Linked DNA regions of Mus musculus: all the other regions are linked to region 1. A link is a contact called in public Hi-C and HiChIP or PLAC-seq data. All regions are on one chromosome and are shown on one strand. The core of a region is the stretch at or near the end of the contact, and the rest is flanking DNA. Distances in the headings are between cores, read along the strand shown. Region 1 overlaps Tfcp2l1 (transcription factor CP2-like 1). Region 2 has its middle 130 kb from the start of Tfcp2l1. Region 3 overlaps Clasp1 (CLIP associating protein 1).

Region 1 (4,482 bases), core at 447-2,946:
CTTCGTCTCCTGGGTGGTTCTAGATCTGTCAAGTTGACATTCAGTATTCACCATCACACTGAGGGGTGTCAAAATGTCAGAGAGGATGCATGCCCAGTAAGATAATGACTGTTCCTCCTACCCGTGTCGTGTGGGGTATTAGCAGTCTGCTGAGTTTGTTCACTTATTGCTAAGCTGATGTGAGTCAGACTCTTATTTTTACTCACCATTTTTAAATCATTTCCGGGGGAATAAGGAAGATTCATGCTCTTCTCAGTTTGCCGGCTCCTTAGGGGGCTATGGTGGAATCGACTATGAGCAAGAAACTTGGGAAAGCTCTTCGGGGGAACAGGTAGGTGTTTTTCCTGGGACCTGTGGCTTTACCATTGATGTAGGAAGGACCTTCAGGGATACTGGCAAAATATCAAAGATTATATGAAAATTCATATTTTGGGCCAGCAGGGTAGTTCAAAAGATATAGGCGCTTGTGTTGTGCAGTTTTAAAAACACACTACAGCCTTTGCCCCAGAGCTGCGACCCTGCTACCAGCCCCTCTTGGCTCCTTCTTGTTTCTCCTGGCTTAGCTCTGGGATCCAGCTGCTAACACTGACCTGGTTTCTCTTTCCCACTGGAGGAGTTGTGTTACCGGCCCACTCCTGAGACCCTTGCATCCGTGGATAAAACACACACACACACACACACACACACACACACACACACACACACACACACACACACACACAGCTCTGTTACCTTTAGAATATGCCTCTAAAGGCACAAGTGCTGGGCACAGATACCTCCTGCCTGAAAATTCCTTGGCTCCTGCCCATAGCGGAGGCCACACGCCCAAGCTGCCCTGAGACCTTACATGACTACTGCTTTCTTCTCAGTCAAAGCATGTCAGAAAAGCCCACCACCCCTTTCCCTGCCTTTCCTTTTTCTCTGGGGACCTGGAAGTTCCAACTGTACCTTCTGTCCAGCAATTGCCCACCCTCTTCTTTATTGACAAGTCAAGAATCAATTGGAGAGCTAGACCCTAGCAACAGAACCTCCCCTTACATGCTTTTCATCATGCCTGAGTTCAATCCCAGAACATACATGGTATAGGGAGAGAACCCTGTCCCACAGGTTACCCTCTGACTGCCACCAGGAACCAGTAAAATGTTTTGTTGAAACTCAGCTGTGCTCTTTCCTGCTTGCGTGGTACTGAGATGCTTCCATATTCTAATGGCAGGGTCCTTGCCACTGGGACTTGTTACTGATTGTAGTTTCTACCTGAGCCTTCACAGGAACTTTGATACTGCCACAACCAATAGTGTGGGTTACTTTAAGGAAAAGAAGAAAAATGAGGTGTGTGTGTGTGTTTCACTACCCCTTCTGCCACTGTAAGATAGCAGGCAAAGCCAATAGAACCTAGACATTTGTTTTCTCCTTCTGGTGGTTTAGGCCCCTTTGGGCAGGCATGTTTCCAGTCATCCCATGGATGGAGGTATGGAGTCAGGCTGAACTTAAATTCTTCCAGAGAGTCCCCACGCCTCCTTGGCGGGACAGTACTTAGAGCCCTGGGATTGAAGAAGGAAGGGGTCAGCAGGGCTCAGCCACCCTTGTTTGAGAGAGTGGTGTGAGTCCTGACTCTGTTCTAGCCACTCCCAGGTCACCTTGGCTCCCTGGGCTGGGCTGGGAGTCACCAGCCAAGGGCTAGTTTACATCACAAAGTGACCTGGGGCTCTTTCCTGGCTTTCCTTTGGCAGGCCTTTAACAATCTGAAGTAGAGGGCTGGGCGGGCAAGTCTTCCCAGGGAATTTCCTTGAGGCTGTTTTCTGGTGTCACCTGACTGCCCTTTGCTTATCTACTTCCTTCTGCCAGGCTGGGATCCTCGGACCTCCCAGACTGCACCAGATTCCTTGCTAGGCAGTCACCCCTCCAAGTCTTAGAGTGTCAGAGTTGCAAGAGACAAACCTGGGTGGGAGACCCCACAAAGACAATGGTTCCCCACTGTCTTTTTATGGTATATGATTATGATTTACGGTGTGAAGATGTAATGCATGCTTTAAAGTATTGGTTCAGGTTTAAAAAGTGACTTGATTGGCTGAGACCTCGAGTGGCTACCAAGTTGGTTGGTAGAGTGTTCACCTACCCTGAACAAAGCCTGGGGTTTGCCCTCAGTATCCCATAACCCCTTAAACTGAGGGCGGTGGTGTCTGTGACCTGTAATCAAATGCCCTGGAGCTGGAGCAGGAGGATCATTCATTCTCCAGGTCATTATCAGGTGAGGACCCTGTGTCAGAAACAAAGCAACCCCACTTTTGTTTCATAGCTCTGAAATAAAAATTCTCATTTCCAGTAATGATTTTCTCCTCTCCATTATCAAATAATTGCTTAGTTGAAAAGATCTTAATACAGACATGTTGTAAGATTCTTGTGATAGCCTTAAGTACAAGCCTTCCAGATAGAAAAGGTGAAAAAGAATCACACATAACAGCCTGGCCCTTTCACCCTTTGTGTGTTTGAGTTTGTCTGGGGAACGAACCTCTGTGAGTCTCCACCTTAATCCAGTGGGGCTCCTGGTTTCTAGTTCTGCTGTTGGCTAGTTGAGAGACCTTGCTTGTCAAATCAATATCCCAGTAGTCTCCAGCACCACTGTGTTCCCATGAGTGAAGCTGCTCGTTAATGCTCTCCAGAGGAAATCCCCGGGCCTTGCTGCACTTTGCTTGGAGTTTCTGTCATGGTCACTCCTTCCTTCCCTTGACCACAGACACTCTATCTATTCTTCAGAGTTCTCTCCCATGCCACCTGCATGTGCCAGCCTGTTTCAGATGCCCTGTCCATTGTCAGGGTGGACCTAGCCTTCCCATCTCCTAGTCTACTAAGGAATTATTAATTCTGCTTCATCCTGTCCCTCTTTTGCTGACTGATACTCTTTCAGAGGACCCAGCACCCATAAAAGAGCCACACAACAGCCTATAGCTCCAGTTCCAGTGGCCCTAACACCCTCTATTGGCCTCTGCAGGCATGCACACATGCACCCATAGATTTGAAAATTTTAAATTAAATCTAAAAGAAAAAAGAACTGGCTCTGGTATTCCCAGTACAGAGAAGGTAAAGACTGCTAGGTCCCTGGGGTTTGCTGGCTTATCAGTCTAGCTGGACTGGTGAACTCTTATCTCAAAAAGTATGGTGGAAAACCAGGCATGATAACAAACTCATTTAATCTCAGAAATTTGCAGATTCTGTGAGGGTTAGGGAGGTCAGTCTGGACCTAGTATGTGTAAGCCTTGAGGCACACATGGGCAGGGCAGCTGATCTAGAGGAACAGGATGACATGGGAGAGGCCGGGTGGCTGGAGATCGTCCTAGGCATGTATGTTTGAGAGGAAGGTTCCATAGATTAGATTCCCATTCAGATGAAGAAGCTCACCATGTGATCCTGGCCCACAACCCAGGCGTTAAGTGTGAGATGCCAGTGCTGTCTCTTGGGGCAGACTTAGAAACAATTCTTTATCTGGCAAGAGCTGCCTCTGCTTGGCCTGAGTGGAGGTCAGCTTGTAGAACCTGGGGCCAGTGCTAATTGGCCCCCTGGAGTGCCTGTACACTCACATAATGACCACTTGGGCCTCTGCCAACACCATCTATATTCTTCAGCAAAGGCAAGGATACTGGAAGAACCAGTTAGGGTGTGGAAGGCCCTTAGAATGTCCAGGCCTAAGGAGTGCTAGACTCTTGGTTCAGGGGCTCAGAAACAGAGCTAAGGTGAGGGAGGTAAAAACAGATCACTGGGGCTCTCTGGCCAGCCAGGCTAGTAAACTTGGCAGCCCCAGGTCAGTTGGCTAGTGCTTGAGGAAGGGCAGCTGTTGGTTGTCCTCTGGCTGCCAAATTTATGTGTATATACTGCGCTCCTGGACACACCCATACAACAGAGCTTCTGCACACAGACACGCCCACCTACATGCACACAGTGGTGAATAGAGAAGGGTGAATGACTCTGTACGGCCATATCCGGTCTGGGGTCCGGTCAGTAATCTCTGTGGTCCACATGCTGGCTGGGACCCTTCTACTGACTCTCAGGGCCCCAGGGTTTGCAGAGTGCTCTGCATGTGATTGCTGCTCAGCCACATGGTCCAAATGGTTCCATTTCTTTCTAGCTCTGCCTGTTCCGGTGTCCTCACTCAGGCTTGTTTCCACGGCAGCTCGTTCTCCCAGCTCTGAAGGCTGGGAGAGAAGAGTCACAGTGCTGGGCTGTTTCTTGGGCACCCATGGAAGGTGCTGCTGTCGGCCACTAACTTTCTGGTGTCTCCAGGCAGTCTTTGGCTTGTGTCCACATCTTTTCTTTACCTCTGACATCCTGTCTTTGTTGTCTGTCATCTCTGTGCGTCTCACTGTGCAAGTCGTTAGACTCAGGGCTGATTGTCTGAGACTGTCTATCTAGTTAAACATTCCCTGTTTACAGGACTGGATTCCCATTCAGCTCAGTGCAAAAGGAGGGTGGAGGCATTTCTCTAACTGG
Region 2 (4,453 bases), core at 1,467-3,966, 110 kb after region 1:
ACATACAGACACACACGGATACACACACATACACACAGACAGACAGACACACACACGGACACAGGCATAGACACACACACAGATACACACACAGACACACACAGATATACACACACAGATACACACATACACAGACACACACACACAGACAACATACAGACACACACAAACACACAGACACATACAGCCACACACAATATACACAGACACAGACAAACAGACACATAAGCAGACACAAACACAGACACACACACAGACTCAGACACCACCAGACACCATCAGCACTCCACAAATGCTTCTTTTCTTCCTACAGTTTTGTGTGTGTGTGTGGTATGTGGATGTGCATGTATGTGGTATATCTGTGTATGTATGGTGTCTATAAATATGTGTGTATGTGGATGTGTGGTGTGTGGCTATGGATATATGTGTGTGTGTGTTTGTGTGTTTGTGCCTGTGTGTATATGTTGGTGTGCGGATGTGTGGTGTGTGGATATGCATGTATGTGGTATATCTGTGTATGTATGGTGTCTATATATGTGTGTGTGTATGTGTGGTGTGTATATGTATATGGTGTGTGTATATATGTATGGTGGATGTGATAGTGTGTGTGTGTGTGCTGTGTGGTCTCAGTCTTGCTTTGGTGTGCATGTGGATGTCAGAGGACAACTTGTGGGAACTGACCCTCTCTGGGACCTAAGAATTGGACTGAGGTTCTTAGGCATGGCAACAATGCCATTACCTTCTGAGCCATCTTGCTGGCCCTGTCATCTCCCTAGGGTACCAGGGGAATGTTAGGCAGATCCCTGCAAAGGCCCCGAGATAACCTGGCTCCCAAGGCCATTATGCTCGCACAGCTCATTTAAGTGCTGGAAACTGCTCCGCTCAGGAATGGAATGTTCCAGCAAGCCCATTTGATTTTCAAATCACTTCCCTCAGAGCTGTAGTCTCCCCCAGAGCAAACCCTGGCCAGGGTTTCCTCAAATCCAGGGGCTAAGCTGGCTGGCTGCTACTGAAGTGGGGGAAGGGCACCCTAGCCTGTGCTCCCTACCCTCATCCTAGCCCCAGTTATTATCCCAGTTATAAAAACCTGGCCCCATAGAGAGAGCAGAACGCCCTGCTCCACTGTGACAGATGCCCTGGGTGCTTGTGTGGTCTCACTTGCATTTCTTACTCTAATCGTCTCCCTCGGGCTTTCCGTACTTGTGGAGGAGGAAACTTGGGAATTCCCCCCTCATTCCTGAATTGTTCGCCTGGAACCTCCCTTTAGGACAAGGCCAACAGAGGGCCCCAGGACAGTTGGGTGCAACCCAGTTCTCAAGCCTTTTAAGCTCGTAGGAATGTTCCCCTCTGCCATCTGAGGCCCAACAGGGACCACAGAGCAGTCCTACCTCTGAGCTCAGAGGGCAGGTCTCAGCATCAGGAGATGAGATGTGCACGCGTTTATGCAAGCTAAGCAAGGGACAGGTTTGTCCCTTCCCTCAAACCTGTCCACGAGCAGTTGATCCACCTGGTTTAGGGTCCCTGGCCAAACTCTTCCTTTTCCGACAAGATGCATATGTGTGTATGTTCCCACGGAGCCCAGGCTAACCTTGAACTTGCTGTGTACTTGATGATGACCTTGAAACCCTCCTGCCCCCACCTGCTGTGTACTAGGACTGCAGGTGTGCAGCATCACACTTGGTTTAAACAATGCTGGGATTGAACCTAGGGCCACATACATGCTAGGCAGCACTCTACCACGGGAACTCTATACTCAGATCACAGGGTTTTTGTTTTCTAAAATGTAATATTTTGTTATTGAGGGTTTCATACATGCATACAATTTATTTTGATCATATTCATCCTTCTTCAGCTAACTCCTCCCAGATCCACCCCCTCATCCCCTCCAGCTTTGAGCCATCACTCCTCCTCCTCCTCCTCCTCCTCCTCCTCCTCCTCCTCCTCCTCCTCTTCTTCCTCTTCCTCCTTGAATTTGTGCTCCCCGTGGACTAATTCACTGGAGCATGGTCAACATTCCAGGGGCCACACCTTTAAAGCAAACTGTCTTTATCTTCTCAAAGCCATCAACTGTCAATTGCTCCTCAGCTAAGGCCTGGGGCTCCCGAGCCCCTCCCTGTCCATGATGGAATGCTGACTGGCTTGGTCTTAGGTAGGTCTTACACAGGTAGCCACAGCTGCTGGGAGTTCTTAAGTGTAGTGGTCCTGTCGTGTCCAGAAGACACTACTTCACCCCATTCCTACTGGAATGGCTCTATGTAATAATCTTTCTGTCCCTTCTTTAGTGATGGTCCCTGAAACTTGGGGGATAGAGCTGTGACAGAGAAGTCCTGTTTGTGGTAGAGCACTCCGCTAACACTTAGTCTCTGCACTTTAACCAGTGTGGGTGCCTGTTAACTATCATCTACTATACAAGGAAGTGTCTCTGTTGAGTCTGAGAGCTGTACTCAGACTGTGGCAAGAGTTCACAGGGCTCACTACTGAGTTGTCTCTTGGCTGTTTGTCTTTAAGTCAACTGTATGGTTTTTGCATGTGATGTTGTCATTGTTACCAATGTCCTTTTGCCATGATGTCAGATTGGAGACAGCAGCTATTATTACTTTACTGTAAAGTCACAGGTCTGAGGATTATTAGGACATGGAGAAGTGGCCGTGGCTCTGCTGACTCTAAGCATCAACTTTAGGAGAGGAACAAAAGGCCCCAGGCAATCGAGCTGACCACAGTGATTCACAGAGTCCTTGGAGCAAGGCTTGCTGGGTCTCCTCTCAGACTAGGAGATGATGTAATAGAGAAGTGTGGCAGGTGACAGCCAAAAGAACCAAGGACTGAAGCAGGAGAATGACTGCCAACATACAGCCAGTGAATCCTCTTGCCTTCTGGGCTCACCGAGACTTCTCTCCTCGCCCTGTTTTATAGTGTGGATGTCAGTCTCCCTGGGCTGAGAATCCCTTTCTCCCTTTGTCTTCTCCCCAGAGAGCGCTTACCCGAACATCTACTCAACATCAAGATTCTCCAGGAGCTTTCCAGAAAGACTCCCAGCCAGCCCCTGTAATGGGAATAGGAACTTTCAGAAGTGTCCACAGCTGCTCATGAGCCAGGGGTTCTGGGAGACGTTGCATGAGGTCCCAGTGTTCTCTAGTTCCTGGTGGGAGGGTGGCAACAGGAAGTTGGTCCTGAAGGTCACTGAACTGGTTTCTGTGACAGGAACCTGACAAAGGCAACTTAAAGGATAAAAGGTTTCTTCTGGCTCCCAGTACACAGATGCAGTCGGCCATGGAAAGGAAGTGGCTGGTCACACTGCAGCCAGCGTCGGGAAGCAGAAGGAGATGATGCTAAGCTGACTTCCTCCTGTACACCTGACCAGGCGCATCAGTCCACCTGACAGTACCACTGACATGCAGAGTATTCTCCTGCCTCTTACCTGGTCTGGATATTCTCTGTGGAATGCCCACAAGTTTGTCTGTATGGTGGTTTAGTTTAGTTGGCACAACCTAGAGTCCCCCTGGGAAGAACATATCAGCGAGAGATTGTGTAGATCTGGTTGGCCTGTGGGAGCGTTGGGGAGGGGGGCGTGTCTCTTGATTTTCTTAATTGATGTGAAATTCAGTCCATATTTGTATGAGAATGTCATAATGCAATCTATTATAAATCTGTATAATTTTCAGGGAATTTAGAAATATTGGATAGAGCGCCAGAGAGATGTCTCAGCCTGTAAAAGTGATTTGGGAGAGCAAGCTACACAAGCTGTCCTCTGATCTGTCTGTACACATGTGCATACCCACCTACTACCACGGCATACAACCCCCACCCTCCTCACACACACATCATGTACACAATAGTAATTAATAATACTGACAACATTAAAATCTCATTGGATGGATCTGAAGGCTGAGGGCTACAGGTTTGCACCACCCAGCCCCAAGCTGACTCCCTCGGGAGTCCATCACCCCACCCCCAGACCTCATTAATACTACAGCTGCTTCCCCTGTTTCCAGGTGGTGAACACATGGAAGCCATCTGCCCCACGAGGCACCCTCCCTTTCCCAGTGATGATCTGGAACCACAGAGATGAGCAGGAAACATCTGCTCCTAAGGTCTCATTTTGTGATCAACCCTACTCCTAGGTCAGACAGGACAAACCCTGATGATGCCTCTGTGCCCACCAACGGCATATTGTTACTTTGTTACAAGAGTAACAAAGTCGAGAGTATCAAACCGTCAGGCTGCTGCAGAGATCCAAGTGAACAGTTACCCTGGGAGACTCACCTCTCAAAACTGAAATCTCCTTGCACCTACCTCATTTCTGGCCATCTACTGCCACCTGCTGGCAAGACAAGTTCTATGTGTAAGAGGACAAAAGGAAAGCTGTAGGAATTTCCACAGTTGCTTCTCCTACACAGTACCAAGAGCATCTGTTAAGACAACACACATGGTGGTGTTACGGTTGATGTGGATT
Region 3 (3,896 bases), core at 1,009-3,508, 110 kb before region 1:
TTATCAAGCGAGTTTCTTGCCCTTTGGTTCTAAATGAAGGCAGCTGCATGTTTTCACCATGTAGGCTCTGACTGAGTGTGGTCCTCTAAGGACTAGGGGACCAGACTGAGGGCACAGTCCTCTGCACCCATCCCTTGGAACAGTGAGTCTGGAGCACAGGGGGTTTGCCTGGTGAAAACAGAAAGCCTGTCATGCTTAGGTGGAAACCAGCATGTCCCCTGTAGATGGCATTGACATTCCCTACTCTATCAGATGACTGACAGTCGCTGTGTGTGGCAAAGCTGTGTGCATCTGGGAAGCACTGACTACTTGCTTTATTATTATAAGTTTTAATTTTCTGTCTGAAAAGATTCAATATTACCCTGTAATAAGAATTGCTGGCATGAAATCTACTTGTGTTCTTTTTGTTTCGTGTTTTTAATTTTTGTTTGTTTTTAAGACTTTATGTTTACGCTGGGTAACTTTTAAATGGCTTTTACTGAATTACTCATTTCGTTACTCATAAATTCCCTGCTATCTACCCTTTTTTAATGGAAAAAAAAAAAGTGAGCCAAAATCACTCACAAGGCAGCATGCACATAATGCTAATTCTGCCCCTGCTTCACACTCTAACCAGGGAGGTTCATGTAGGTGTGAGTTGACCGTCATGGGCTCTGTAATTCGTATAGCAATAGTAGCTCACCTCCAAAACTTGATGGAATAAGATGACGTTTACAATCGTCAGCAAGTGCATTAAAAAAGGGGATAGTATGACATACAATTGTTTTTCTTTATTAAAAAATTTGTTACTGTGTATGAGTCTTTTGACTAGCAGTGTTTAAATTATGTTCCCTGCCTGTGGTGGTAGAGGGGTAAATTGTTTTGAATTTGATAATTTAAAATAGTTAAACAATACTTTATTTAATGTTCATCAGTTTTATTGATGATGTCTTGTTTTCTGTCCAAAAGCTTAAATGTATCATTTCATAAGTAAGTCAATTCATAGGGCCTGCTTAGCAGGTAAAGGCGCCTGACAACCTGAATTCTATATCTGAGACCCACACAGTGAGAACTGGCTCCTGCAAGTTGTCCTCTGACTCCCATCTGAGTACCATATCCCCTCCCCACAAAATAATCAATAAATTAACATGTAATTTAAGAAGAAGGACCAATTCCTGTAAAATGCTACATCCCAGCGTATTCTAAATGCTGAAGTGTGGCGAAGGCAGAGATTTGTTTTTCCTTATTAACTCAGGAAGGACATAGTTTTTATCTTAACATTTAATTAAGTATTAGAATTTTGATAAGTAAACCTTTCCTCAGTGGCCGCTAAGTCCTTCCTGGAATGCATAGCTCCACAGTCTTTCTCCTGCTGGAGCTTTGGTAAAGCTGGTCAGCTGGCTTAGTGGGACCTTAACAAGAAAGTCTTGGTTTACCCTGATGAAGAACAGCCTTGGGGGCTGGAGAGGCGGCTCCGTGGTTAGGAGCGCTTACCGCTGACCCATTCTGAGCTGCCAGCACCTGTATTAGGCAGCCTTTCACTCCAGCTCCAGGGCATCTGGCACCCTTTTCTGGCCTTTGAGCACATGTGTGACATACACTCACACAGACACACAAGCATGAACACACACACACGGTTTTAAATAAGAACTTTAAAATAATTGCTTAAATTGTAAAAACTTATCTTAAGTTTTTTGATTCTTTCTGCCTTTTCTATATAAAATTTATCATTCAAAAATCCTTAAAGGGACTCAGGTAAAATTTATACTGATAATGTTCTAAAAAGAAGTCACTAGCTTTTTGTGGTGTTTATTAGGTAATTTTAGTAAATTTAAACACTAACATTAACTCTTAATAACACTAAGGAAAATTAAGGTCAGTGTAATAATTTATCTCAGAGTTTTACTTTTTCCATCAGTTTGTATGAAATCTTGTTTCCCAAACCATGAAACTTGCTTATGTTGGACAAGCATCAGGGGCACTTACTTTCCTCTAGAAGAAAAGCTAAATAGATTAAAAGATTCAACCAAAGGCCCCGTTTGCTTCTATAATAAGTTCTATCATCTGTCTCAAGCCCTGTCGGGAACATAATGTCTAGAACAGGCTTCACTTAAAAAATCAAAATCCAGAGAAGGAAAAGCCCAAGTTGTGACCCATTAGTGTTAAATGTGAGTACCTTAGTCCCTACCACTGGCAGGCAAGTCCCGTGCAGTTCAAACTGGCTAGGGAATGTTGGTGTCTCTGTCTTTAGTGGGAGGAGGCAGGACTCCTCCAGAGGACTGAGAAAATGTAAGTAGACTAACAGGTTCTGCTTTTGTTTTCTGAATAGATCGGTTTGGGCTGGGCCAGTCAGGACGAATCCCTGGTTCTGTGAACGCCATGAGAGTCTTGAGTACCAGCACTGACCTGGAAGCAGCAGTGGCTGACGCTCTGGTAAGGGGCACAGGGAGGATGGAATCACAGTTACTCATCTGCACTTGATCTTAGCCAAAAGGCCGAGAGGTGATACAGTTACTCATCTGTATATTCTGTCTTAACATCAAAGTGCCCTCAAGTAAGGTGACTAAGTTGTCTTCTGTACTCTTCTTCCAAAGTGTGTGAGTAGGGCTGGGATGATGGCTCAACCACCAAAGCACAGGCAAGCGTGAGTTCAGATGCCAGGTTCAGGGGTGACCTGCCTGTATTCCCAGAGAGCAGAAACGGGGTCCTCTGAGCCAGCTGGCCAGCTAGACTCCATACTAGTACTCTGTAGGATCTCATGAGAAACCCTGTCTCAAGTGAGTAAGGTTAGGACAGCCAAGGCCGTGCTCACAAAGCACATATGTATTCACAGGAGAAAAAGAAAAGCTATGTAAAGTTTATTGTTATTTTTTCCTCTCACACTTTTTACGACACATAGTCAAATTGGCCTTCCAGGAAACAGCGGCGTCAGGAACCTGACCCATGCTTCTGGGTATTCAGGAAATCTTGATGGCATTGGGCTCCCCACATGTCATCTAGCTATGGCTTTTGTTTTCTGTATATCATAGCTTCTTTTCCCACACTGTTTCCTGGTTTCCACCCCGTTGCCTCTGTTGCTTCACAGGCTTTGAGACCGGAAACTTACATTTATTCTGTTATATGAATCTGACTTAGGAGAGTCACCCACACCCCCCAAAATGGATCAACTTAGTATTTGAGAAAAATAGCTGAGACTGGAGAGCTAGCTAATAAAACACTTGTCGTGGAAGCACAAGGACCTGGGTTAAAGCCCAGAACCTGTGTATATAAAGCACCATGTGTGGTAGTACACCCCAGGCATCCCAGTGCCAGGGAGATGGAATGGCTGGCAGCAAGGTCAACAGCATCTGAGGAATGGCACCCCAGTTTGACTCTCTCTCTCTCTCCCTCTTTCTCTCTCTCTCTCTCTCTCACACACACACACACACACACACACAGAAAATTTTCCTAAATGTTAAGATTTAATCTCTAAAGTTGTAAAGCATGGGGGGGGGGCGGATTTTGCATATTAATTATAATATTTGGGGGAAAAAACATCAAGTGCACATGGCTCCTTCAGTCTGTGGCACAGCAAATATTCCTGTTGGGTCAGCTTCTGCTGAACTTGCCTCCTGGCTGGTAGAAAGAGTGCATTAGAAATACATGCTCTTCAAAATGTTCTCTTTGGTGCCCTACCCACTGCTGCTCTAAGATGTATTCTCTTGTTAGGAAACAAGCAAACATAACAACACTACCCTCCTTTTCAGTCTGAAGTTTTGAATTTAGCCTGTGCCACCTGATCGGTGCTTTACTGCCCTTGGCTGCCTGCTCTTGTCACTTTGCATCTCAGCTTTGTCTGTTCCTCGCAGTCAGGTTCTTTCCTTAGTGTGCATCTGAGAGGAAGCCGTTAGCCACTCTCAGACTCTCTGCTCAGCAGC

What was found. A called contact is a pair of places that touch in the nucleus more often than the background predicts. HiChIP or PLAC-seq counts read pairs in DNA pulled down with a chosen protein or histone mark.
Region 2: a Hi-C map of uterus shows a contact between it and region 1, with 2.8 times the contacts expected there. The contact joins two enhancer-like sites. A contact is called at or near these places in 3 of 39 promoter capture datasets (the 3T3-L1 cell line, the C10 cell line and trophoblast stem cells), 8 of 484 Hi-C or Micro-C datasets (B cells, the Ba/F3 cell line, cortical neurons and 5 more) and 8 of 115 datasets of contacts at active chromatin or transcription factors (embryonic stem cells, epiblast stem cells, extraembryonic endoderm stem cells and 1 more).
Region 3: a contact with region 1 is called in an H3K27ac HiChIP or PLAC-seq map of embryonic stem cells, with 5 read pairs. The contact joins two enhancer-like sites. A contact is called at or near these places in 2 of 115 datasets of contacts at active chromatin or transcription factors (both in embryonic stem cells) and 2 of 9 other capture datasets (adipose tissue and pancreatic islet).

Annotation. Positions count from the first base shown.
Region 1 is chr1:118,646,500-118,650,981 of GRCm38.p6, forward strand. The region is part of intron 2 of Tfcp2l1 (transcription factor CP2-like 1); the gene reads left to right. Among named protein-coding and RNA genes, the nearest start is that of Tfcp2l1, 21 kb to the left of the region's middle. Within about 2 kb of position 1,697, at least 44 of the 459 cell types and tissues checked have an H3K27ac peak or open chromatin away from gene starts, as enhancers often do. A contact at or near this core is called in embryonic stem cells, trophoblast stem cells and uterus, where this site is marked.
Region 2 is chr1:118,755,450-118,759,902 of GRCm38.p6, forward strand. No RefSeq gene overlaps it. Among named protein-coding and RNA genes, the nearest start is that of Tfcp2l1, 130 kb to the left of the region's middle. Within about 2 kb of position 2,717, at least 24 of the 459 cell types and tissues checked have an H3K27ac peak or open chromatin away from gene starts, as enhancers often do. A contact at or near this core is called in trophoblast stem cells and uterus, where this site is marked.
Region 3 is chr1:118,536,958-118,540,853 of GRCm38.p6, forward strand. It overlaps Clasp1 (CLIP associating protein 1), which reads left to right. Exons shown (of 43, transcript NM_001359328.1): 26 at 2,309-2,412. Among named protein-coding and RNA genes, the nearest start is that of 2900060B14Rik, 80 kb to the left of the region's middle. Within about 2 kb of position 2,259, at least 15 of the 459 cell types and tissues checked have an H3K27ac peak or open chromatin away from gene starts, as enhancers often do. A contact at or near this core is called in embryonic stem cells, where this site is marked.